2 separate regions of the Zea mays genome follow, and region 2 is linked to region 1. The links are chromatin contacts, called in public Hi-C maps. All regions are on one chromosome and are shown on one strand. Each heading gives the region's core, a stretch centred on a gene start, on an enhancer-like site or on the middle of the called end of the contact. The rest is flanking DNA. Distances are from core to core; before and after follow the strand shown. Region 1 holds the start of LOC100281635 (RING-H2 finger protein ATL2K). Region 2 holds the start of LOC100383271.

Region 1 (4,903 bases), core at 748-3,247:
GACAACGGTGGTGTCGGCCTTCCCTCACTAGCCAAATAGAGATTAAATCTAATCTCGAGCCTATGTTTGTGGACCAAGAGGTGTGGTGAATGTTGTTGTTATGCTCGCCTTTATTACTATTTATTTAGGTGGTGTGATGAGGTCCCGACCAACATATTGTTGCGTCCCCGACTAGCGTGCGAGAACGACAATGTCACGCTATCCAGTTTGAGCAAATCCGGTTTTGACTATTTTGTACGGGCCCGTAAAGTTCAATGATCCGTTTTCCTTGTTTTCTAAGTCCGGGGTCTAAGTGACACAACATGCCAAATTTAAGGACCACCGGTGTATTTTTACTCCTCACGTATTATTAGATACAAACATTGGTCTAAGTGTGAACTTGAACGAGAAAATCACACATGTGTACTTTGGTAGAGCCTGTGGTAGATTGTACACTCGATATATATCCATCAAGGACCAAACCTTAGGTTAGGTATCTCTCATGTCTTTTTAGCGCAACTTTTTTTTACAGCGAATACTTATCAACTGTAAGGTATCTATGTCCTTTTCAATTTAAAGGCCTACCTGCCTAGTCTTCCAAAGTAGAATGTGATAAGAGGTAGGATGCTCATGTGTGCGTGGATTTGCGTGTGTAAAAGTTTTAGCGTCTATATTGTGTTTTACAAGGGAAAAACACCTTCTAATACAGATCAGATGGGAGATTTTCTACCTGGATTAAGACTTTTGCAATATCTCGTAAAAGGAAAAGGATGGTCATGTAAAAAAAATGTTATTTTCATTACCTCAATCCTTGAGAGGGAGTCGAGTTTGAGTGACAACGTCAAGTCACAAAAATGCATATGCGCCAATTGGTGGAGTAAGAGAAAGAAAAAGGCGAGGGGGTGTTTTTTTTTTTAAAAAAAGAAAACTTAGAAGCTTCATCCATGGCTGCTAAGAATCAAAACTTGAGTGTGGACAAATGGATAAATTTAAGGATTTATAGTTCAAATCTGAACTAAATTGTAGAGATTGGAACCGCATATCGATTTATTTTCAAACGGGCCCTTGCATTCATCAAAAAAAGTTAAGAGCTCACAGCCTTGTCTTGATACTGCGCCACTCACGCAAGTGCGGGATGTACAAATGATGAGGAAAACGACCAAACTAAAAAGGCCGTCTTTTTTTTAGAGAAAAAAAATAATAGAGTAATTAATTATTCACGGCAACAGCATACTGCTGCCGTTCCAAGTCGTCCAAGTCCCCGGCGTCGGCGTAGGCGCCCTGGGGCCTTCGCGGCGCCGGCCTCTCCCTGCTCAACATCTTGATGAGCGACGCACAGGCACCGATCCCCCGGTCCGGAGTGGAGCTGCCGGCTTCCTGCTTCACAGCGTCCTGCACTTTCTCCTGCACGAACCGAGCTGAGCCCACCGCCGTCGGCGGCGGCGGCTCCACCTCGGCGCGGCAGACCGGGCACGACGAGCTCGACGCGAGCCAAGTGTCGACGCAGGGGACGTGGAACACGTGGCCGCAGGCCGGAAGCGCGCGCACGACCTCGCCGTCCTGCACGGCGCCGAGGCAGATGGTGCACTCGTCGGAGCCGGCGCCCGCCTCGGCCGCGTCGTTCCTGTAGAGGGTGGTCGGCAGCGCCGCGATGGCCGCGGGATCCAGCCCGCCCTTGGGGGCCGGCGCCGCGGCCGTGGTCGGCAGCGCGGCGGCTATGGCGGCCGCGCGGCGCCGGTTGCGGCGGCGGACGTGGCAGACGTAGAGGTGGAGGAAGAGGGCGAGGCCGAGCACGGACACGAACGCGGCCACCGCGGTGGTGATGAGCCGCACGTTGTGGCCCGTCCCCGCCGCCGCCGCCGGTGCCCGGGCGCCGCTGCCGAACCACGCGGACCCCGGGTCGCTCGCCTTCATCGTCGTCGTCGTCGTCGACATGGTGTCGCAGGTATGTGCGCGCTCCGTCCTAGGCGTGTCGCTCGGTTGGTTGGTGAGTGAGAACACTGGGTGGCGCGGTTTGGTGGGCGTGGTTAGCAGCAGACCCGCCTGCTCTTATAAGCTTTAAGCTGCCCCGCCTGCGCCCGCGCGCCGCTAATGATCTGTGACGGGATTGTTTAGTGGCTTGCTTATAGGGATGAAAACGGGACGGATACAGCCGGATACAGGGTCATCCCATATCCTACCCTAATGTATTTCTCTCGGATACGGGACCGGATACGGGTAGTTAAGATTCGGGACGGATACAGGACGGGACCGGGTAATAATCCGGACGGGTAAGAAACGGATAACGGATACTACTCGGGTAGGTACCGGATAATTGTCGGGTAGTTCATCTGATGATATTAATTGTCCAACCATCCATAAGTTAAGAAATACATAATCATGTATATGATAGATCAGATGTAAGAAAGAAAACCGGTAAAATTGACATCATGTAGTTCAAAGTTGCTTATCACAAGGACATTGTAGAACCAACACCGCAATATTTAAAATTCATAAATATTCTAGTTTCACTAAAAAATTGCAAATAAGTTACAAAAACTAATAAACATTTTATATAAAGATAACTCAAGTCCTCGTATGAAAATGATAAAGTGAAGTACTGATTATGTTGAAACTTGGATACTTACACTAATTTCACATGTAACTCATACAAATAAGTGAAAGTGAAAGGAAAGAAACGTGGATATCTTATAGATCTTATGATCCAAACATTTTTTATGGTTACATATGGACATATGTTGTATCTCCGTAAAATTTCACAATTTTTTGAGGCTATTTATGTATTATTAATTTCTTGTCATAGAAAATCATCAAAATACAATTAAATCATTAAAATATTGTTTAAACAAAAAATTGTTGTATTACAAAGTCATAGATCTCTTCAAGCTCTACAATTTTCATATAAACTTTATCTTCATCCGATTTCATATGTAAAAGTTATGATTTTATAACTATATTATGCAGAAAAAGAAAAAACGGGTACCCGAATTCCGGGTACCCGTATCCGACCCGGGATTTTCGGGTACTGACCGGGTATTAGTGATTCCGTATCCTACCCGTATCCGAGGTTCAATATCCGGGTAATACCCGTATCCGTCCCGACAAACAAAATACCCGTATCCGTACCCGAAATTACGTCCCGTTTTGGTACCCGTATCCGATACCCGTTCCGGGTACCCGTCCCGTTTTCATCCCTACTTGCTTAGGCGCATAGGTTTCAGACGTGCCCGACTGGGGCCTGCTGCCTGGGCCGTGGACGGTGGGTGGGTGCGTAGTGGGCAGGCAGCACAGCAGCGAACCGAGTGCTGGATTCGGATGTCTGTCAAGTCACGTGTCGTGGGGCAACGTTTGGTGCCGGAAAGCGGTGCGGCCGTGCGGGTATTTGAAATTCCGACGTGGCCATTGGCGTTGACGTGACGCTGTGACGTGACTGCGACGCGAATCGCGCCCAAGAACTTGCTTAGCCTCGGAGGTAAAGGTTGAGGACAGGAGCCAGAAAGGGTTCGCCGATGGAGGCAGGCAGGGGGGGACGGACCGCGCGCGACGCTGATATGATACGGTGGTTTCGAGCACTACAATGGCCGCGGAGCTGGCAGCAGCTCCATGCCGCGGTCGGCCACGCCGGCCGGTGGCGCGCGTCGTGTTTGGACAGATAGGGATGGGATGGGAGGAGAGTCTGTGCCAACTGCCAATACTCGTGTGCTGCATGCATGGGCCGGGTGACAAGCCATGACACTCGGCAGCGTGCCGGTCGGTCGGTTACTGAGGACTCACCGGCCGTCGTGCTGGTGATTGCTCGCCATCGATCGACGACACTGACCGGTGTAACTACAGTGCAAAACCCGAGTGCGTAGCTAAAGGCCGGCCGGTTGTCACACCTGTTCTGGACACACATGTGACGTATCCAGTTCTCGTCCAGCTGGCTTTCTCGACTCTAGAGCAACGGGGACAAGGCCCTTCCCTGATCCGCTTGGAGCCGTTCTTGTCAAGAGTTGTTTGTTCCTCGCTCGATCTTCGTTCTACCAACGGAAGGATTCTTGTTCTCTCTCGTGCGCTCCATCATGGTATATGGTTGGCCCATGACTAATCATGTCATGATTTGGGCCTGTAGTAGCTATAGTAAACCCGCTACTTCCATGGCGCCAGAGCTTCCGCTAGAACGAAGTACTGGGCCAGAGTTCGAGTGCGAAAGAATTTACTGGGCCCGAAGTGGAGTCTCCAATAACTGGGCCGGGCTCCCATGGCGTTGGTTTTTCTTTTGCGGTGACTAGGGGGAAAAAAAAGCATTCGCGGGAATCTGGCTCGCGTACGGTGCCAAGGCCACTTCGCTATTGATTGAAGATGTGTCACACGCAGCATGCATCCCATGATCGGAGAGGGAGACACAGACACGACACAGCCGGCAGTGGTCACCCACCTTTGGCGCCCAGCATCCGTCGATATCAACGTGCGCTGGCTGTAGTGGTAGTGGGGGGGGGGGGGGGGGGGGGGGGGGGGGGGGGGGGAGGGGATTCGCAAAGCCGAATATGCCCCTCCTCCCTCCCCCGCTCCCTGATAAGCAGCCTGCCGAATCATCGAAAGATCTCCAATCCGTCGATGCGCTCCTGATATTGCCGAATCGACGCATACTACTTCATACATACATACACCGACCGACTGAAGGGAGATGCGGGTTATTCCTTGGAAAACTGAAAGCACAGCGCGCGAGGCCCGGCGATCGACAGCCGCACCGGTCGACGACCAGATGGGAAAGCGCCACCGGGTCGGCCGGCACTGTGCTCGCGAAAAAAAGCTGTATGGGGACGTCGACGTTCTCGGCATGGGCGCGCGTACGGCAGCGGCGCCTGTGCGAGAGCTACGTGGACGGCAGGACCGGCAAAGCGATTCCGCCGGACGAGATGCCGTTGCGACGGAAGAGAGAGAT
Region 2 (4,994 bases), core at 2,493-4,992, 220 kb after region 1:
AACGACAAGGTACAATGATATTCATTTCGAATACGTTATGTATGTCAAGGTTTATGTAATCGTACTGTTATACGTTCACTGACGTCTGGTTCTAAATCTTGTGTAGACATCGAAAGCTGTAACTCTTTATGCAACATCACAGAAAAAGCCTTTTCATTTCATGCATTGCTGGACGCGCCTAAAAAACGGACCCAAATGGGATGCCATGGTTCATGGAAACCCCTGGAGAGGCACTGCGGGGACGGAGCCTGGCCGTAGTCTTACACCTACAGGCTATGTTAATGAAGTGGAATATGATGAAGGTGGTTCAAGAGGGAAGAGACCATTAGGACGTGACTCCGCGAAAGCATCAAGGAAGAAGTCAATGTCCAGTTCATCTCAGTCTACTGACTACCTTTCAAGAATCCATGACATGCAAGTAGCAAGATTCAAGTAAAGTGAAGAAAAATCAGACCTAAAACAGCAGAACATTGAGTTCATGAAGGAAGTTGAACTAAAGAAGTTGGAGGTTCAATCCAAGGAAATAGAAGTACAGGAAAAAAATTGATGATGGAAGATAGGAAGCAAAAAGACGAAGAGCTCAACAAACTTTATGCTATGGACATGGATGCTTTACCTGAAGAGTTGAGAGCTGTTTACATCGCAAGGAGAAAAGGTTTAATCGAATATTTCATCAACAATCCTGTGTGAAGAGTACTAATTTATTTGATAAGGTGTTTGTCACCTTTGTATCGGCAAACCGTGGTCCTCTGTGTTTGGACATGTGTGTTTTAGAGTGGTTGAACAATTCCTTAGTTGTTTGAGATCATGAGCTTGGTTTTTGAACATTGTTTATTTTCAGATTATTGATATTCATAATAAGGATTATCATACATGACTTGAAGTTTGCCAACATATGCAACTTATTTGTAGCAGAGGCATTACACATACAAGGAAGCATGACTTGTCAACTACGGACATAGAAACCAGATACGACTATTAGTCGTGGTACACATGATTTAGTTCATACTACAAAGTAAACAACATTGTTGTACCACATATTATGGATAAAAGCCATCAACCCATGGAGCCTCGACGAGCCCAAAGGTGTTCTATGAGGTTGTGCTGCAAAGACAAGTATGTAGCCTGACATGTGATGTCCTGGTCGGGATCGTTGGGTAACTCAGAGCAGATATGATTGTTTAGCCACTCGTTGCGGACCTCAGGAATATTGTTACACACTTCAGGTGGCCCAGTGGGGCCAATGAAGTCCACATTAGCTGCACCATCTCCTTCGTCCTCGACAATCATGTTGTGCATAATAATGCAAGCAGTCATCATCTCTGCGAGGTGATGACGATCCCAACCATAAGCAGGTCCACGTAGAACAGCCCACCTAGCCTGCAAAACTCCAAATGCTCGCTCAATGTCTTTTCGACAACTCTCTTGCTTGGTTGTAAAGTGAACCTTTTTTTCCTCAAATGCGTGGCGAATTGCTTTTACAAAGGTAGGCCAATTTGGATATATGCCATCTGCTAAGTAGTATCCGAAATTGTAAGTGGTCCCATTAATAGTGAAGTGCACTGGTGGCATCGTCCCATTACGTAACGGATCAAACACAGGTGACCGATGAAGCACGTTGAGATCATTGTTGGTACCAGGCATTCCAAAGAAGGCATGCCAAATCCACAAATCGTACCCAGCGACTGCCTCTAGTATCATTGTTGGCCTCGAATTGCGCCCACAAAACTGTCCGCGCCATGCAGTAGGACAGTTGCGCCATTCCCAATGCATACAATCGATAGAGCCTAGCATACCCGGAAACCCCCTGTCGGCGTTTACACGTAGTATGCGAGCAATGTCGTCGTGGTTAGGGATACGAAGGTATCGTTCGCTAAAGGAAGAGATGATTGCGCGACAAAAACGGATAAGGCAGTCCCTAGCGGTAGTCTGTCCAATCTGTATGTACTCATCTACCGCATCGGTTGGTAACCCGTACGCAAGGATACGCAATGCAGCACAAACTTTTTGCAATGGACCAAGCCGTGCTAAACCAGTTGCATCACATCGAATAGTGAAGTATTCGTCTTCTCGCTGAACGGCATGAAGGATACGTAGGAACAAAGGACGATGCATCCGAAACCTATAAACGAAAATAAAGCAAAAAATTAACAAAACAAACCTACAAATGATAGTAAAATCATAACTTAGGAAATATACCTTCGACGAAAAACATGTGATGGATACACAGGATTAGGTCCGAAGTAGTGATGTTTGATGAGATTTTCTCCAGCAGCGTGGTCCCTATGGATAACTCGGCGAGGCAATGAGGAGCGCCTACGGCGCGTGCTCGTGTCTCCTAGTACAAGGTGCTCAACATGTTGGGAAAGCAACAAGGTATCGATCTCATCGTCGGAATCGTCGGATGACGAGGACAACACAAGGCTTTTCAATGACTCCATGACGACCTAAACTACGAGTACGTACTACGGTCTTCTGATGGAATGACGGATGATACAGAAGAGGTGAGTGTGTAGATGAGTGGAGCATGTCCCCAGGGTACCTTATTTATAGGTGCCTTCGGTGTATGAAGGAAGCCAGGCGGTCGTGGCTTCCGGTAGAAGCCAGTCGTGTCGTGCAAGCCACTTGTGTCGTGTACTAGAAGAATGAGAATTTGTATTTATAAAAATACATAAAATTGTACCGTATTTATACTAATGTATTAATAGTAATTATGAAGTTTGCTAATTACACGTGGACCAAAATACGCCCGTGTACTGTGCAAAGAATAAATAAAAATAATTTTAATATTTGATGGTAGTTGAGTTAGTTGATGAGGAAAATATAATATTGGTGTGGTGGGGTATAGAGGATTGTTATAGGGGGAACCGCTGTAGAGCGTGGAGATATAGGGGGAGAGAGATTGCTGACGTGGCACGTGAGTGAGATATAGGGGGACAAATTTAGGAGGAACCGCTGAAGACAGTCTTACACAAGTGCAGCAACACCAGATGGTGCGCGACGGTGGGTGAGGCCGGACGAACCCATGGCTCCACCGTACGCCGCTGCAGCAACCTACAGATGGAAAAGAGATACAAAATTGCATTTATGTTTAATAATAGCATTCGAACGAAGTGTGGCAAAGTAGTGAATCCTATATCTTATAATGACATAATTCTAAATTTCTCAAAATAGCATTGGACTCCATTTGCCGCCAGCCTTTCTTGTAGACCTCATGATCATCCGATCTGACCAACCCGCCCGAAAAAACCTGGCTCAACTCAATCCGACCAATGCAAAGGGCGGGTACATGTCATAAATTTTTGGGTTTTTAAATTGGTGCCCTCAGTTTTGATGGTGTGCTCACTTATATCCTTAATCGTGTTTTTTCTCAGTTGTGCCTTGTAGTGCTATAGAACAGAAGAGCACAGCTGAGCAAAAAACACGACTAAGAGTATAAGTGAACACACCACAAAAACTGAGGACACCAACTTAAAAAACCTATATTTTTACCTGCAATAATTCATGGGTGGGTACACGTACGAGCCGTGATTTTAGACCCAAAACCGATCCAACCCGAAAAAACTTGACCCAAAGTTAAAAACTCGATCTAACCACAAACAGACAGACACGAACGATCTGACCCAACCCGATATTAAACACGGATCAGGTATTCAGGTACGAGCCGTAATAAATCGCTCGTCATCCGACTCTACTTTCATTCTACTGCTTGAACAGGTCTACTTTCATTCTACTGCTATGAGTAGCAATTCCCCGCGCGCGCTCTCTCCGCCCCGGCACTAGGCCAACGGCAATCACCACTCACCAGGTGCCAAGGTGTCTTGTCGGCCCCTTCACCAAGTGTTAGTCGGGTCCTTCGCCGGCGACGGGCACCACCAGGTATGCGCACCCCCTCCCCCCTTCCAGCTGCGCGAAACCGAGCACCGAACCCTAACTCAGCCTATTTGGTATTTGTATTCGGGTCTGATCCCACCTTTTATTTTTGTGTGTGCGTGTGTGTAGTTTTTTTTTCTCTAGTCTCATCCCATGATTCGCGAATCGAGAAGGGATGATGCCATGCCATTGGTGATTTGCAATACTGTAGTCGTGTTCACGTCATAAACGATCGCTCCTTAAGGGGAGGATCGAGGGCAAACTAGAGCTGCATGGGGATGATACTGTGCAACTGTAGCACTTTACTCTTAGTCTCAGGCACCCTGCACATGCAGATGGACTTGGTTCCTGAGTCGTGAGGGACCTGCATTAGTTGAAGCGAGCGAGCTGTAAGCTGTATCCTTATGCATAGGGTGTGGGTACTCATATCATGGTTGTTGTCTATGCATTTCATGATTAATGCAAGTTGTGTGATAATGATTTGTGTGTTGTGTATGTCAATAGTTTTGCATAAATGCTGTTAAAATTTTGCAAAATTTGTCAAAATTTGCAACATTTAAAATACATGCAGCCACTTGTGTTAAATGTTGTTGCCAAAATCCTTGTCAAATCTGCAAAAATAATGTCAAAACCTTTGAATCCAAACATGGGTAAAAGTAAAATCACAAAGAACCAACAAAAGCGAGGGCAAATCTGCAAGGGCAAAATTGTTATCTCACGTCAGGATTAACACTGTTATAATGACTTAACAGAATAGGGGCAAAGTCTTGCTTCGATTTGAAATAACAGGGGCAAAAACACAAAGTTCAAAAAATAGGTTCAAAATCACCACAAACCCTAAAACCGGGGGTATGAATGTCAAATAACCTAAAATTTTTTAAGGTGCATTGTTCCTCTCATTGTTGTGCCACTTACATAAATGTTTAGACTTAGTTATTGGATGGTATGAATTGAATACAAGCAACATCTCTAAGAGAGGGAAGCAGGTGATCCAAACTATTTGCGACTAGTAGATAAGCTATTCTGCTTGTGTTTTTTGTTCTGTTTGGTAAGACATGTTTTATTCATCATCACTAAGATGATTTTCCTCCCCACTTCTGGATTAGTTTAGTATCAACACA

What was found. A called contact is a pair of places that touch in the nucleus more often than the background predicts.
Region 2: a Hi-C map of leaf shows a contact between it and region 1, with 4 times the contacts expected there. The contact joins the promoter of LOC100383271 here to the promoter of LOC100281635 in region 1. A contact is called at or near these places in 16 of 25 Hi-C or Micro-C datasets (bundle sheath, ear, endosperm and 5 more) and 1 of 3 datasets of contacts at active chromatin or transcription factors (leaf).

The regions. Positions count from the first base shown.
Region 1 is chr3:201,281,850-201,286,752 of Zm-B73-REFERENCE-NAM-5.0, forward strand. LOC100281635 (RING-H2 finger protein ATL2K) reads right to left here and starts at 1,998. Exons shown (of 1, transcript NM_001154554.2): 1 at 1,046-1,998. The coding sequence starts at 1,914. The coding sequence ends at 1,189.
Region 2 is chr3:201,502,415-201,507,408 of Zm-B73-REFERENCE-NAM-5.0, forward strand. LOC100383271 reads left to right here and starts at 3,743. Exons shown (of 15, transcript NM_001361982.1): 1 at 3,743-3,879. It overlaps LOC103651196, which reads right to left and starts at 2,518. Exons shown (of 2, transcript XM_008676815.4): 1 at 2,200-2,518; 2 at 1,024-2,122. The coding sequence starts at 2,441. The coding sequence ends at 1,057.